Linked DNA regions of Zea mays: region 1 is linked to region 2. The links are chromatin contacts, called in public Hi-C maps. All regions are on one chromosome and are shown on one strand. The core of a region is the stretch at or near the end of the contact, and the rest is flanking DNA. Distances in the headings are between cores, read along the strand shown. Region 1 holds the start of LOC103632299 (glycosyl hydrolase family 10 protein / carbohydrate-binding domain-containing protein). Region 2 holds the start of LOC100278221 (Prefoldin chaperone subunit family protein).

Evidence for each region. Hi-C and Micro-C count contacts between places; a contact is called where the count stands out from the background.
Region 1: a Hi-C map of ear shows a contact between it and region 2, with 3 times the contacts expected there. The contact joins the promoter of LOC103632299 here to the promoter of LOC100278221 in region 2. A contact is called at or near these places in 6 of 25 Hi-C or Micro-C datasets (bundle sheath, ear, endosperm and 2 more).

What each region holds. Positions count from the first base shown.
Region 1 is chr7:44,305,541-44,312,140 of Zm-B73-REFERENCE-NAM-5.0, reverse strand. It overlaps LOC103632299 (glycosyl hydrolase family 10 protein / carbohydrate-binding domain-containing protein), which reads right to left and starts at 3,445. Exons shown (of 9, transcript XM_020541402.3): 1 at 2,971-3,445; 2 at 539-912; 3 at 316-457. The coding sequence starts at 3,150.
Region 2 is chr7:43,673,156-43,680,389 of Zm-B73-REFERENCE-NAM-5.0, reverse strand. It overlaps LOC100278221 (Prefoldin chaperone subunit family protein), which reads left to right and starts at 1,904. Exons shown (of 4, transcript NM_001351007.1): 1 at 1,904-2,055; 2 at 2,198-2,251; 3 at 2,573-2,642; 4 at 2,741-3,003. The coding sequence starts at 1,984. The coding sequence ends at 2,790. LOC100192915 (a long non-coding RNA gene) reads right to left here and starts at 1,769. Exons shown (of 1, transcript NR_156482.1): 1 at 1,428-1,769.

The DNA.
Region 1 (6,600 bases), core at 2,196-4,695, 630 kb before region 2:
CAGGGGGATAGTCTAGTGTCTTGTTCAGAGTGGTTGTGTGTGGTTGCTGTGTTGCGTCTTGTATCGTGTTGTGTCATGTGTGTGTCGTGTGTGTTGTGTTGTTATGTGTTGTACCTTCTTCTACCTATTAATGGAATGATACGCAGATCTCCTATGTGTTCGAGAAAAAAGTCATTTTGTTTCTTATTTAGATTAAAAATATTTTTAAGCCCGTTTAAATTTATATTATACACCACAACTTTACGCTGAAGCTATAAACAGAACAATGCCAAACACCCCCTAATAAGTAAGCAAGCAAGAGATCCATTGCAATACCTTGTAGGAGATGGTGACCGAATCTATGAGCAAATCCACACCAGGAGGGGGGCCTTCAAGGTAGAACACCAAACGTCTCGGTAGAGTTGTTAGATTAAACGAACCTTCCACCTTTTCCCAGCGTTCTTGTGAGGCTAAAATCCTAGTAAAAACTGTTTAGTGATAAAACAGTGTTGACTATATATTATACAACACACTGAATGGTGGCTTATTGTCGAAATACCTTGCAATAGAAAGATAGTTGGTAGAAGAACCGTCCTCCTCAAGTTTGAGAGTGACCTGAACTCCAATGGGCTCATGAACTTCCCCATGAACTCTAACATATGCAGCAACAAAGTACTCGGTACCAAGGGTGACCTTTTCTGTTATGTCCTGCTCAAGCCCCTGCCAACTCTGTGTGCGATGAGTAAGAACAGCATAGGTTGACCCTGAATGTGGCCTTACACCATAATGGTAACCTGATCCTTCAACGGCTACAAATGCATGACAACTATTTGATTGCCACAAATGTAAACCTTCAGAAAAATCACTGTTTGGCAGAATGTTATCCATTACAACTTCTTCAGAAGCACTGTGCTTATCTATTGCCTGCTCAGCCTTGCACAGGAAACAAAATATTAATGTGCTTACAATCACGACAGAGGGCATAACATGGGAAGCCATGGTTGGCAAATAATCTAATATGCATAATATATTAAGTTATATAGAAAAGTTGATCTCAGGAAACCACATTTGCTCAAAAAGTCTCAAAGCTTCTAGCAGAAAACATAAAAATGGAGAATAATATCTCAAAAGAGCATCTCCAATAGTTATGTAAAAAACTCCCTAAATATGAATTTAAGAAGTTTTCAAGAAAAACTCTCCTCCAATAGTTATGTAAAGCAGGTCCCTGAATTTACAAACTCCCTACAAAACTCAGTTTCATCCCTACATTTACCAACCTCGTTGGGACTCCCGAAATCAACGTTGGTGCTAAGTCATACGCGAAAAAGCATACTCCAGCCACCGCTTCGCGCCGTCCCACCACCCCGTGACCCCAAATCCATCTCCACCGCCTCAGACGCATTGACGCCGCTACTGCCAGACAACCTCTTGTGCCAAGGTGCTGCAAGAGCACCTCCTGTGCTGCCTTCACGCCGTCGCCACAAGGACCTATGTGGATGGCGTGTGCCTGTCGCCGTGACCGTCTGGTCTTCCATCGACAGCTTCGACCTCCCAAGAGGCTAGGAAAGGTTGTTGATACAAATTTCTATCGCCAGCTCAATTAAAAATAGAAAATAGGCTCATTTATTTTTTGTTGGCGTGGACAACTTTAAAGATTAATCACCAATAAATAGAGAACTGTTGGAGCACAAACATTTTTGTATACTCCTTATAGTGTTTTAGCAACTCCCTTTTTTTCTCGAATACGCAGGGAACTGCACATCACTATATTAAGAAGAGCAAAACAAGAGGAAGATCCTCGGTACAGCAGAACACGCTAACACAGCCAGAACTAACACTTGCTCAAACAACAAATAAAAGGAGAACATCCCATCATTAAATGAGAAGATAGGTCTAAGCCTTTGGCACCTTCTGCACATAGCAGGCCTTTCTAGTCGAGGAGGATAGTTGTGATATTTGAAGTAATCGCTGATGGATCGACACAGCTGGCACATGCTTCAGCTAAAACATACGAAAAAGTTATGTATGATCTTCTCAAAAGTTCTGCATGGTCTACTGCACTCGAGTGCCCAACATGTCTTGGAATCTCCCAAACCCAATGGGCTACATTTGGATCTAGGAGGCTTCACCAGTATTGATAGAGACGACTTCAGCTGAGTGAGATCTACTCCCAAAAAAAAACAGGAAACCACAAATCTTCAATGGTTGCCGTCGTTTCCCTAAATAAACAGCCAGCAAAGGTGAAATATGTACAACCGATTGCAACACACGCACCTTGAATCTTTGTTCAGTGGGAAACCAAATCAACAGCTGATTGGCTATGCTAATGAAATCACCAAAATCCTATATACTGCAAGGCCTACCGAAACAATCAAACAAACATCCACAGCAAGAGACGAATGCAGCGGCCACTGGTATACCTTGGGCTCGGAATCGGGACCCTGTGGATCTGGTTGCGGGAGCGAGCGGTCAGCCCGGCGAGGGCGGAACAAAGACGAGAGCCAGCTGCAGCGCCTCCTCATCTCATCCAACCCAGAAATCCCGTCCCCGCAGCAGCAGCAGCAGCTACCCAGCGAATGGCAAGAAGTCAAAACAGGGGAGTGGAAGGAAAGCCGCGTAAGGTAGGCGGTCGTTACCTTCCCTCCCCTCACCTACCTAACTGGCTACCGAGGTGGCGGCACCGTCGACACGACAGCTTGGACCTTGGGACGGAAGGAAAAGCATGATTCGGGACGGCACGGAGATGCGCCCGTGAATGCGACAGCGGCGCCGAAGCGTCTTCCCCAAGAAATGCCGGCGCGCGTGCCTGCGTCCGGGGCGATGGAAAAGGAATCGGATGTGAAGAATGCCGCGGGAGAAGGATTACTGGATTAGGAAGGCCCAGTTATCCTATCCTACGCAGTCTCGTCTCCTGGGTCTTTGAGGCATAAAGATGAACACCTTCCTCTAAAGCCAGATGAGTGCGAGCCAGAGGTAAGCCGTAAGCAGTACCTCTCTGCAGGATCGGCGGCCCCTAGAGACAGAGGCCGCGACGTGTCGGTGTTCGGCGAGCTGGGACGGCGGCGGGACAATCGAGAAGTAGAGAACTCTGCGATTCGCGCCGTCGATCGGCAGTGAGGATCCTGCTGGGCTAGGAGGGAATGAAGAAGATGTCGAACAAGTCAACGTCATGAAAAGGGTTGCAAACAATGCGAGGGTCTAACCGCAGCTAACTTCGTTAGACTTTTTCTTTTTACCTTCTATTTGAATTTCACACTATAAACGATCTAATCAGTATTTTGAAGAGATCAAACTATAATGGTGGTATGTGTCGATTGGTCAAGGGATGATGTGGTTTGCTAAAGCATCTCAATAGTTATGTAAATTAAGCACCCTAAATTATAGATTTGGAGAGTTCTCCTTTATCTGTTGTTTGAGCGAGCGTTAGTTCTGGCTGTGTTAGTGCCTTATGCTGTATCGAGTATATTTCTCTTTTATTGTTCATCATAGTTTGATCAAGGATGACGAAACAGATGCACACACAGTGACATAACAGAAAGGACCACACGTAAGGATAAAAATGGTGGATGTTCGCTAGACTTAACAACCCTCTTGATCTAATCAAGTATGACAAAGCGGGTGCACACAGTGACATACTAAAAAGACCACACGGTCAAGGATAGAAATGGTGTATCCCATTGAAATCTTCGTATAACAATGGCCACTTGTTTCTCTTACTATGTATAGGGACAAGGGTCAAACCGTACAGGTACAAAAAAAACTCATATTGTAATACTTCTCACATAGACATGAGAGTCAAGCACTCTACTTTGTAACAAACGAAAGCCAGTATCAAAGACTTTAGCACCAAACTAGACATAAGAGTTCTTTCCAAACCAGTTTAAACTTTCTTCCTATTTTGTGTCTAGATCAGGGTCAAAATATAACAGTGGCACACTAACCCCATCCTATCATACAAATTTACTAGTTGTGGGGTCAAAACCACAAAAGATGGCGTGCCAATTAGGGGGTTTCACATGTTACATTTATCTCTCGGTGGCTTTGGACATTTCCTGCAGCACCTTCACCACCTTGGTGCCATTTCTAGGAACGACGAGTGGCTCCGGACTATACCCGCTGCCCCAGAATATTAGTGTTGTTATAGATATTGCCCATTGCATTATTACCAGTCTAAAAGGGCCTTCGGTTTTCGAAACCTTTGTTACCTCAACTTTCTTTGATTCTTACTTAATGTTTGTGTATTATGTCATTTTTTTATTAATTAGTGCTCTATGATCTTTTTTGTGTAGAGTTTTCCTAACCATTTTTCTTTCCATCATTTAGGTAAATCTGACGATTAGGGCAGAAGACTTTTCGAGTTTAAAAGGGCCTCCGGCCTTCGAAGGTTGTGTATATATTTTTCCTCTACGGGCTAGTTTGAAAACACTATTTTCACATGAGATTTTTAATTTTTCAAGGAAAAATGAACTAATTTCTCTCGAAAAAATTGAAATTCCTTGAGAAATATGATTCCCAAATCAGCCCTAACTCTGTTCTTTTTCCCGTGATACATATCGTCTCATTAGCTTACTACTGATATTCATTTTCAATATACTTTTCTAACTGTTTTGTGTTTTCAGTGAAGTATAAACTTTTGTTCCACAACATGGACTTCATTATCGTCTACATATCCCCTCAGAGATTTGCTGCTTGATCAAGGTTCCTTTTTATTACACCCTCCTTTAAACCTTCCTACCATGGATCTTTGCTCCTGATACAGACCTTCTGATTAGCTTACTACGAATATTAAATTTCCACTAACTGTTTTAATTGTTTTCAGTGAATTCCAAAACTCTGTTACTCAACCCGGGCTATATATTAAACCAAGAGTCGTTGCTCGTGAATGAGGGTGGACACGTCCCCTAAATTTCCGTAGCCATAGGATCGTTGGTAGGTGCCGTAAAGCCTACTGTCTAGGTGTTACTCACTGTTGCATCTGATATGTTGCCCCAACTATTTGCCTGCCATTTTTTAATCGTATGAGCCTCGAGTTCTCCGGAAGGTACTCCGTCCCGAGAAGAAGTGAAGAGATTTCATGGGAGGGTGACACCTCTGAGGGCTAGTTTGGGAACCACATTTTCTCAAGGGATTTCAATTTTCACAAGGGAAATTAGTTCATTTTCCCTTGGAAAAATAGAAATCTCATGGGAAAATGTGGTTCCCAAACTAGCCCTGAAACTTCATTTTACCTCATTAAGACACTAGGAAGCGCTCGCTTGCTCCACTGCTCCCACCATCCGCACCTCTGTTCCCATTACCCCCTGCGCCGTCATTTTCTCACCAGGCCGCTAGGACGTCCTCGCTCGCTCCCCGTCTGTCCGGTCCCCATACTACGACCCCATGGCGTCTGCGCTTGTGCTGCTCCTGCCTCCTGTCGGCTGCCGCTCGCAGTTTGTACTGCGGAGTGCGCTCCTAGGCCTGACCTGATGAGTGGCGTTCCATGGATGCGAAGCGGCTATGGGTGGTAGCCTTTGCGCTGGAATGTTGGAGCCACCAGGCGTGTATTCAAGCGCGGCGTCCATCCCATTGCCTTGCTTGCTCCATCCGGCTGTCGGCGTGCCAACTGCAACTAGACACACCTCCGCCCGCATCGCCCCTACGACGTCATTTCCCCGTCGGCTCCGTCGCTCCGTCTACACGTCGGTGTGGCACATGCTCTTGCCGTCTGTCCCTCCATTATCTGTGCCGCCAGATCTCGTCATCACGTTCGAGCAGGCCACTGCGGCACCATTTCTAGGAACGACGAGCGGCTCCGGGCGGTACCGGCTGCCCTAGAATATCGCTGTTGTCATGGACACTGCCCATTGCATTATTATCCAGTCTAAAGGGCCTTCGATTTTTAAAACCTTTGTTACCACAACTTTCTTTGATTCTTACTTAATGTTTATGTATTATGCCTAAAGGTCCTCGAAGACACATCTAACCATTTATTATCAGCATATTGACGAATATTACAACAGCTTTGGCACCAGAATAGCTTCGATGCAGAACAATGGAGGGCGATGAAGGTAGCTTCGTCATAACAACAGAAGAAGATGATGCTAGGAGAAGGTGTCATCCTAAACGTTGAAGGCAAAATACAATGTTGCCCCTATATTATCTGTAAATCATGTGTGTAATTCTTGAGGGCATGAATGTAATTTCGTACGAAGTTGTACGACTCCCTATAAATAGATGAACAGTGTCCTGCATAAAGTACCTTTTTTGGAGGGCAGAACAATCATTGTGTGTAACCTTCTCTTCATCTTCGCTCTAAATCACTTTCTAGAGCCGAAGGTATGTTTGTAAATTTAACATATGAAGGAGAAAATATATGTTGTTGACGTGCAAGACGAGTTGTCATGTTTAAACTTCTTTATATTTCCTACACACTCATATATTTACTTGCAATAGCAAATCATAACCTTCGTCTCTAAAGAAGGTATCTCAAAGGGATGACTACTTAAAGATGAAGGTTGATTATCTTTCTTAATATTGTGTTGTCTTGTTTTTTATTGTGTATAGCAATCGAGAACGAGTGACCAACATTGGGGCACACCTCCGGTGAACTCTACGACCACCTTCGTCATGCCGTCGAAGAAG
Region 2 (7,234 bases), core at 655-3,154:
AGCCAGACATTTTCTGAAAGATGGATCCTTTTTTACCTCACATCTGAAACACAAGGGTATACAGCAAGTAGCTAGCCATGCATTTTTGAAAAGTACTGAAGTGTATTGTAGCAGAATGGTTAACCAAACAGTTGCAGGAAGCACACATTTTAACATATCAGTTATATTGGCTAGTAAAAGGAGCATCCAAGTAAAAAAATGAACTCCAATAGAATATCCACAGGTTGCAAGAAACCAGTAAAACAACGTGAGTAAGTAAAATGAGATATCGTTGAATTAGCTAGCACGGTCCAATCAAGCTTAAGCACACTGCTACGAATCTGGCTCCGTGAATTAACAGCAATACCAATGTCCAGTCTTATCCTGCCATTTATTTATAATTTGTTTCACAGTATTGACCATTCATTTTTCTTTTAACGCAAACAATCGCTAAAACTTCAATGGTAGCAAGTGATTTTACAACATGTTGGCTCCTGATGTCCAGTTTGCTTATAGTAGGCAGGGCCCCTCAGGCCTCATCCTTGACAATAGAGCAAGTAACTTGTAAACCATCAGTTGTGAACTTTACAGCTCCTTTGGCAAGGATGACACATGACAGCTATTTTGTTTTCCTCTCTTGATGAGCTTTAAATTCAAGCTAAAATTGAAATATTACTCGAGACTCGTGTATTTTATTTCTACCTTAATGAAATGACACACAAGAAAAAAAAAAGAAATATCACTGATTTATCAACCAACCTTTTGTTTTATGCCCCATTGGTTTCTCAAACAACTTGGTATTGTTTTATTACTCAGTTGTTAATGAGGTCTGCACTTGAAGCATTTCCTGAAGATTAGCTTCCAAAACAGAGTACTGACTGGATTTGACCATCTTCCTTACAAACTAGCAAATTAACTACTACACTTCTTCTTTTAACCATATCAACAGTGGAAGTTCATAGGTGGGTGTTGTAACTGCTGATGTTGTCAGATTTTTAATGCCATCGCTGAAGCTGTATGGCTACATTCTCTCAGCACTTAAAACAAGCTTGGAGGCTTAGCTGAGTAGAAATTGTCTTGTATAATTTTCCACATAACCTGTTTGAATACACATCTTTTGTAGTTATATGAACCCGTATGGTGGCAAAAGCTAAGACTTAGTAATCACTGATCACTACAAGTTCCAGATGGAATTTTAGTTGTGATGAATTCAAATGCATATTTGTTTCCAAACAGAAGCACGGCTTCTGGTAATGTTCCGCTAGCGAATTTAGGGGGATTACCGGGATCAGCCGACCCTTAGCAAAACAATGTTAAAGTTTAAGAAAAATTTATAATTTTATACAAAAGTGACGCTACTGATCCAGCAATATTCTTGGTTACTTGCATTAATTAATAGGAACTTCTACAAGAGCCATCGTTCCCCTCATTCAAGACTCGTAAACACTATCACAGAGGAATACTGTGCAGTGTGCACGTACATTTTGGGAACAGGCTTCCTAGTAAACTCAGTCCGAACAGTGAAGCATGCAAAATCATTGAGCGTCAGAACTCTGAATCAAGAACCTAATCAGTATTCACCTACCTTGTTCGCTGGCCACAAACCGGACCTCGCCTTTCTCCTCCATCCTGGGCAACCTGAGTCGCCAGACCACTCTGCCCGCTGGGTCGGAGCCTTGTCCTCTTGTCCCGGCCACAAATCCTGAAGTTACTGCTACCGTTGGGACGGGATGGGCGTGACTTCGCCGACGGGAGGGTACGGACGGAGCCGCGACCGACTCTCGTAGTCGTAGGCTCGTAGCGCAGTGAGATCCCGAGAGGGTCTCGGACAATAAAACCCGAGGAGCTGGGCCTGGCTGTACGATCCGGCCTGCGTTTTCTAGATGGGCCTCCCATGTGACTAGTAGCTGACTGGATGGGCCTCAACATGGTTCCTTGGTGTTGCGGGTGTGCTCCAGCCCCAAGTGTCCGAGTCTTTCCGGCGAAGGGTTTCGGACAGAGAAGATGGCGACGGCGGCGGCAGGGTTGGCTCCGGCAAAGGAGGTGGTGGAGAAGAAGGTGGAACTCCTGAAGGAGGTATTGTCTACCTCCCCATACTTCGACACCTCTATTTTTGTTTCGTGTAGTTCTCCACGCAAGCTTCCTGCTACTGTTCTCCGAATTCGGCTGGTGGATGAGAGAAATAATTTGCCGCATGGATTTGGTTTGGTCTGCGCAGATACGGGCGCACGAGGTGGCGATCGCGGAGCTAGACAACCTGAATCCCTCCCGAGTCAGCCTCTTCCCCTCTGTCTCCCTCCCTTGCTTGCGGTTTGTGTCAGGTGCTGCGAGATGGTACTGGTATCAAATTACCAATGGCTACCACTAGGTTGCTCGCCAGTGATAAACTGATGCTGTACACTTTCAATTAATCTTATTTCAATACATTAGTAATCAGATGACAATCGTGAAGCACCGGTAGAAGCTTTGATTATCCAGGTTGCGAGCAAGAGCACGGATATGCTTACTGGATCTGGGTCAAATTTTGAGTAGCTTGCCTCGTCACGAACTCACAGCTTGTCCATCGTACTCACAGTTTCTTGCTTTGCAACAGGCGGTGTACCAGAAAGCTGGCAACATCTTCTTCCGTAAGAGCGTCAAATCGGTGATCACAACGGAGCAGAGTAACCGCTATAGCATTGCATCTTTGTCCAGTTACTTTCTCTCCTTAGCTTGCATTGTCTAACATTAGTGTGGTTTTATGATTTGCTATGGGTTACAGAGCAACTTGACCAAGCCAAGGCTCGGCTGAGCAAGCTGAACCAAGCTTGATGGGCAGCACGCTACAAATGTTGACCTTGAACAAAATAGAGCATGCAGATTTGAATGGACTTCTCGTTGCTCATTAATTCTGCAGTTGGGCGTTGTGGACATAATCCATGTGTAATGCTACTTTCTTTTTCATGAGATGTATGGCTAGTGTGGTCGTGAAGTTTGGTTAAGCCTTTTGAGCCCGATTCAGTGTTAAAAATCTAGAATTTCAACTAAAGGAGTACATGAGCTGAATAGATTTCTAAAAATCTATGGATTTCTCTAGTTTAATCTCAAATCTCTTCTTACCCTACGTCTTTTAGATTTCTGTCATCCATTTTTTTAAAATATTAATCAATTGCCACTCCTATTGAATTATTTTTATTTTTTTATTTGGAGGCCTCTACTCGACTTGTTGTCCGATGTGACCTGGCAACGGTTAGAGTTGCCATCGTCTCTGGAGGTCGGTGATGTAACTTAGTTGTCACTGAACCATCATGTTCGTCACTCGTATTTGATCATTTCAGGAGATCAAAACAAGACAACACAATTAAATCAAACTTCACCTTCACTTTTAACTCCATCTATCTCGGATGAAAGACGATTAAAGGATGATGTTGGTCACTTTTCAATTGTTACATGTCATAGAAAACAAGGCAACACAAAATTAAGAGACAAGAACCTTCATCCTCAAGATAATACACCTTCAGTGTAACAACTTGATGATGAAGGTTTTAATGTATAACAAAAAACAAAATTGTTATGTACTCGACTTCAATCCTCTAAAGGCTTGTTCGGTTATTTTCAATCCATATGGATCGGAGGGGATTCATACGGATTTAGAGAGATTTTGATTTACTAGGGATTGAAACCCCTTCAATCCCCCTCAATCCATACGGATTAGGGTAGAACCGAACAAACCCTAAAGGTGTTGAAATCAAGGCGGCAACATGTGTTGATACATGAAGACCTTCGTCCTGAGGTTGATAATGTTTTGTGGTATGAGTTCGAAGGACAAAAGGCCTTCGAACAAGAATGCATAACAGAAATGAAATATGATGTAAAGAGACAAACAAAATAATACATGAGAGCATATCTCTATTGCCTTAGCATTTTCAATGTCTCCCATTACATTAGCTGAATTTACAATCATACCTTCGGCTCCTTAATAGTGGGATGCACGAAGGTTCTTCGAAGGCTAAGCACTACGAAGTTATGGCCCTTGGGAAAAGGTACTTTATGCAAGACAATGTTCATCTATTTATAGAGAGACGAACCGCCTTTGCACATATTTACCATAGTGTCCATCAAGGCTTTCCATACGCTGTTTACAAATGATATATGGTTAATATCGTATTTTCTCTATCTTCTCTATCTTCGGCTTTGCGGGTTTCAACCTTCGTCATTCAGTGGCTTCCTTTTCGACTTGTGTTTGAAGTCAATGCCTTCAGTCACCGTTTCTACCACTTGCGTATAGACGAAACGTCTTTGTTTACTGCTTTCGTCGAAGGTCAGCTTCGTCGGTAAGAAGAGATGTTCCTGAAAACACACTTACTCATGGTGAAGCTATGTGTTAGTCAGTTGATTGTTTCTTCGTCAACAAGTGACCTTTGGCATGGCTTTTGTTGTGTCCTTAAAGCAGTCATGCAATACAGTTAAACAGAGGACCTTCGACAATGTAGGCCCCAACAATAGTGTCACACCCGGTTTTAGAAGGCAAACCGAATGCGAACCATGTACATGCCAGGATCATAAATTCACGTACACAACAATTACATAGTTGGACATCATCACGCATTGCTCAAAACAATAGCGGGAATAAGTACTTTATTATATCATGATGTCCAAGACATCCACAGAGTCATTAACTTAAGTCATAATCATAATCAAAGTGCTGAACGAAACACAGTACGATAAGGCCTTCACAGGCAGCTGACTGGGGGTTTGCCACTTGAAAGTGTCACGATCCCCAAGAGGGGGGTGAATTGGGCTTTTCTAAAAATTCACCAACAATTAAACCCTAAGCAAGAGCCCAGCTTCACCCAACTACTAGCAATAAGTAAATACTACTAGAAAAACAACAACCCTAAGTCATTACTTCAAATACTTGCTAAACAATTGAACAAAGAGAAATGCTTAAATTAAATGCGGAATGTAAAGCAAGGTTGAGAAGACTCCTCCATTTTTTTGCTGAGGTATCGAAGAGTCGGCACTCTTCCCTAGTCCTCGTTGGAGTACCCGCGCAAGGGTATCGCTCCCCCTTGGTCCTCGCAAGAACCAAGTGCTCACTATGAGGTGATCCTTTGCCACTCCGACGCGGTGGATCCCTCATGACCGCGTACAATCTTGAGCCAGGTCACCAACAAATCCTCCAGGGTGATCACCGCGCTCCAAACACCACCAAGCCGTCTAGGTGATCTCGATCACCAAGAGTAACAAGCCATAGACTTTCACTTGACCATGAGAAGCCTAATGCATGTGGTGTGTGCTCTAGGTGGCTCTCACTTGCACTAATGAGGTCCTAACACGGGATTAAGATTTTCTAATCACCCCACTAGGCTTTGTGTTGCTTGCAATGCTCTAGCAATGTGTGGGCTTTAATGTGGGCAGCAAGACACTCAATGAGGTAGGTGGAGGGGGTATAACTAGCCACACCCACCAAACTAGCTGTTACCTGGCTGTTCTACGCATAGACGCACCGGACAGTCCGGTGCGCCACCGGTGCGCCAACGGTCGGCTCCAACGGCTAGTTATGACAGCTAGCCGTTGGGCTAATGGCGCACCGGACATTGAACAGTACTTGTCCGGTGCACACCGGACAATCCGGTGTGACCGCTAAAATTCAACTTCCCAACTCGTTGCTCTCGGGGGCAGAGGTGCTGCCCCCAGGGCTGGCTGGCCCCACTGTCAGGGGCGCACGGGACAGTCCGGTGCACACCGGACAGTCCGATGACCCTAAGACAGAAACCCTAACTTCTTTTTCCTTTGGTTTTTCTAAACCGTTTTGCTCTAACTTGTGAGTGTGTTATAGAGTGATACCTAGCACTAGATGTGAGTGTGAATATGCACCAACACTACACTAGAAATACTTTGGTCAAACTACTCATCCACAACCCCTCTTTATAGTACGACTAAAATAAAAATAGAAGACCTAATTCTATACCAAGTGTCCGCAACTCCTTCGCTACTCGGAATATGAAGACCTTCATCTTTTAATTCGTCTCTTCAGCCGTCGCTTCAAGTTCTCATCTCAGGGATTGTTTTCACCGTTGTAGCACAACTTTCTGTAATGCAACCTAACTTACCATTTGCTCTGCAAAACACACGTTAGTCATATATAATCATATGTTGTCATTAATCACTAAAACAAACCAGGGGCCTAAATGCTTTCAATCTCCCCCTTTTTGGTGATTGATGACAACCCTACAAAAGTGTGAGAGTAGTTTGTTTGTTTTTGTGTCAATAGAGAATATGGTTAGTTATACTCAATAATTTTGATAGAAAAAGTCGTGTAATAAAATAGTAAGTTTAGGCGCATACACAACGTAAGTTTCTTGTTCATATAAGAATGAAATGAAATCCATGAACAAGAACTGAACGACTGGTGATAACATCATAGATGAGAACATAATACACACACAGTCATTAACAAACATCGAGAGCATATCATAGAGTTTGTGAGTTAAGCATCATACACAAGTGGAGCTAGTACAGAGAGTATCAAGCATATATTACATCAAAATATCCATATATATTACATCAAAATATCAAAAGGCACTCTCAACTAACTCCCTAACCCCCCTAGTTCTCACAACTCATATCTCTCCCCCTTTGGCGGCAAACACCAAAAGGGTTACCCGAACCTACATACCAGAAGAGGAATGCGGAGGCAAAGGCGCATCAGGCTGCGGTCGAGGTAGAAGTGCAAACGAGAGCTGAGGATCAGAGTTAGTCTTGGATCCAGGATCTGCAGTAGAAGCTGGTGCTGGTGCTGACTCTAACGTAGGCTGTGTAATAGGATCCACCTGAGCTGGAGCAGTCATGGACACCGCCACGACAGCAGTGGTAATAGCAGTCGCAGGTGGCACTAGCGGCTGAGCGCTGATGGGTCCGACGATTGGTGTCGAGAAATCCAGGGTGACCGGCCTAAGCGGAGAGATAGAAGGACCAAATGAGTGGAGTGGGGGTCCTGACTGAAGAGTGGGAACAACAACAGCCTAAAGAGCCGGAGGAGGAGCAGACTGCACTGGTGGAAGCTAAACACCAATGTGCTGAAGAATATGCGTCATGAATGCCCGGTGCTCTGCCCTATCTGCAAGGAGCTGCTGTTGCAGGGTGTCCTGGTGGTCCTAAATAGTCTGAAACATTGATAGCATCCGTTCAGACATCTGCTGCTGAATAGCTACCTATCGGACCTACTCTGCCGCTAGATGAGCCTGCTGGTGAGTAAGATACTGAAGAATAG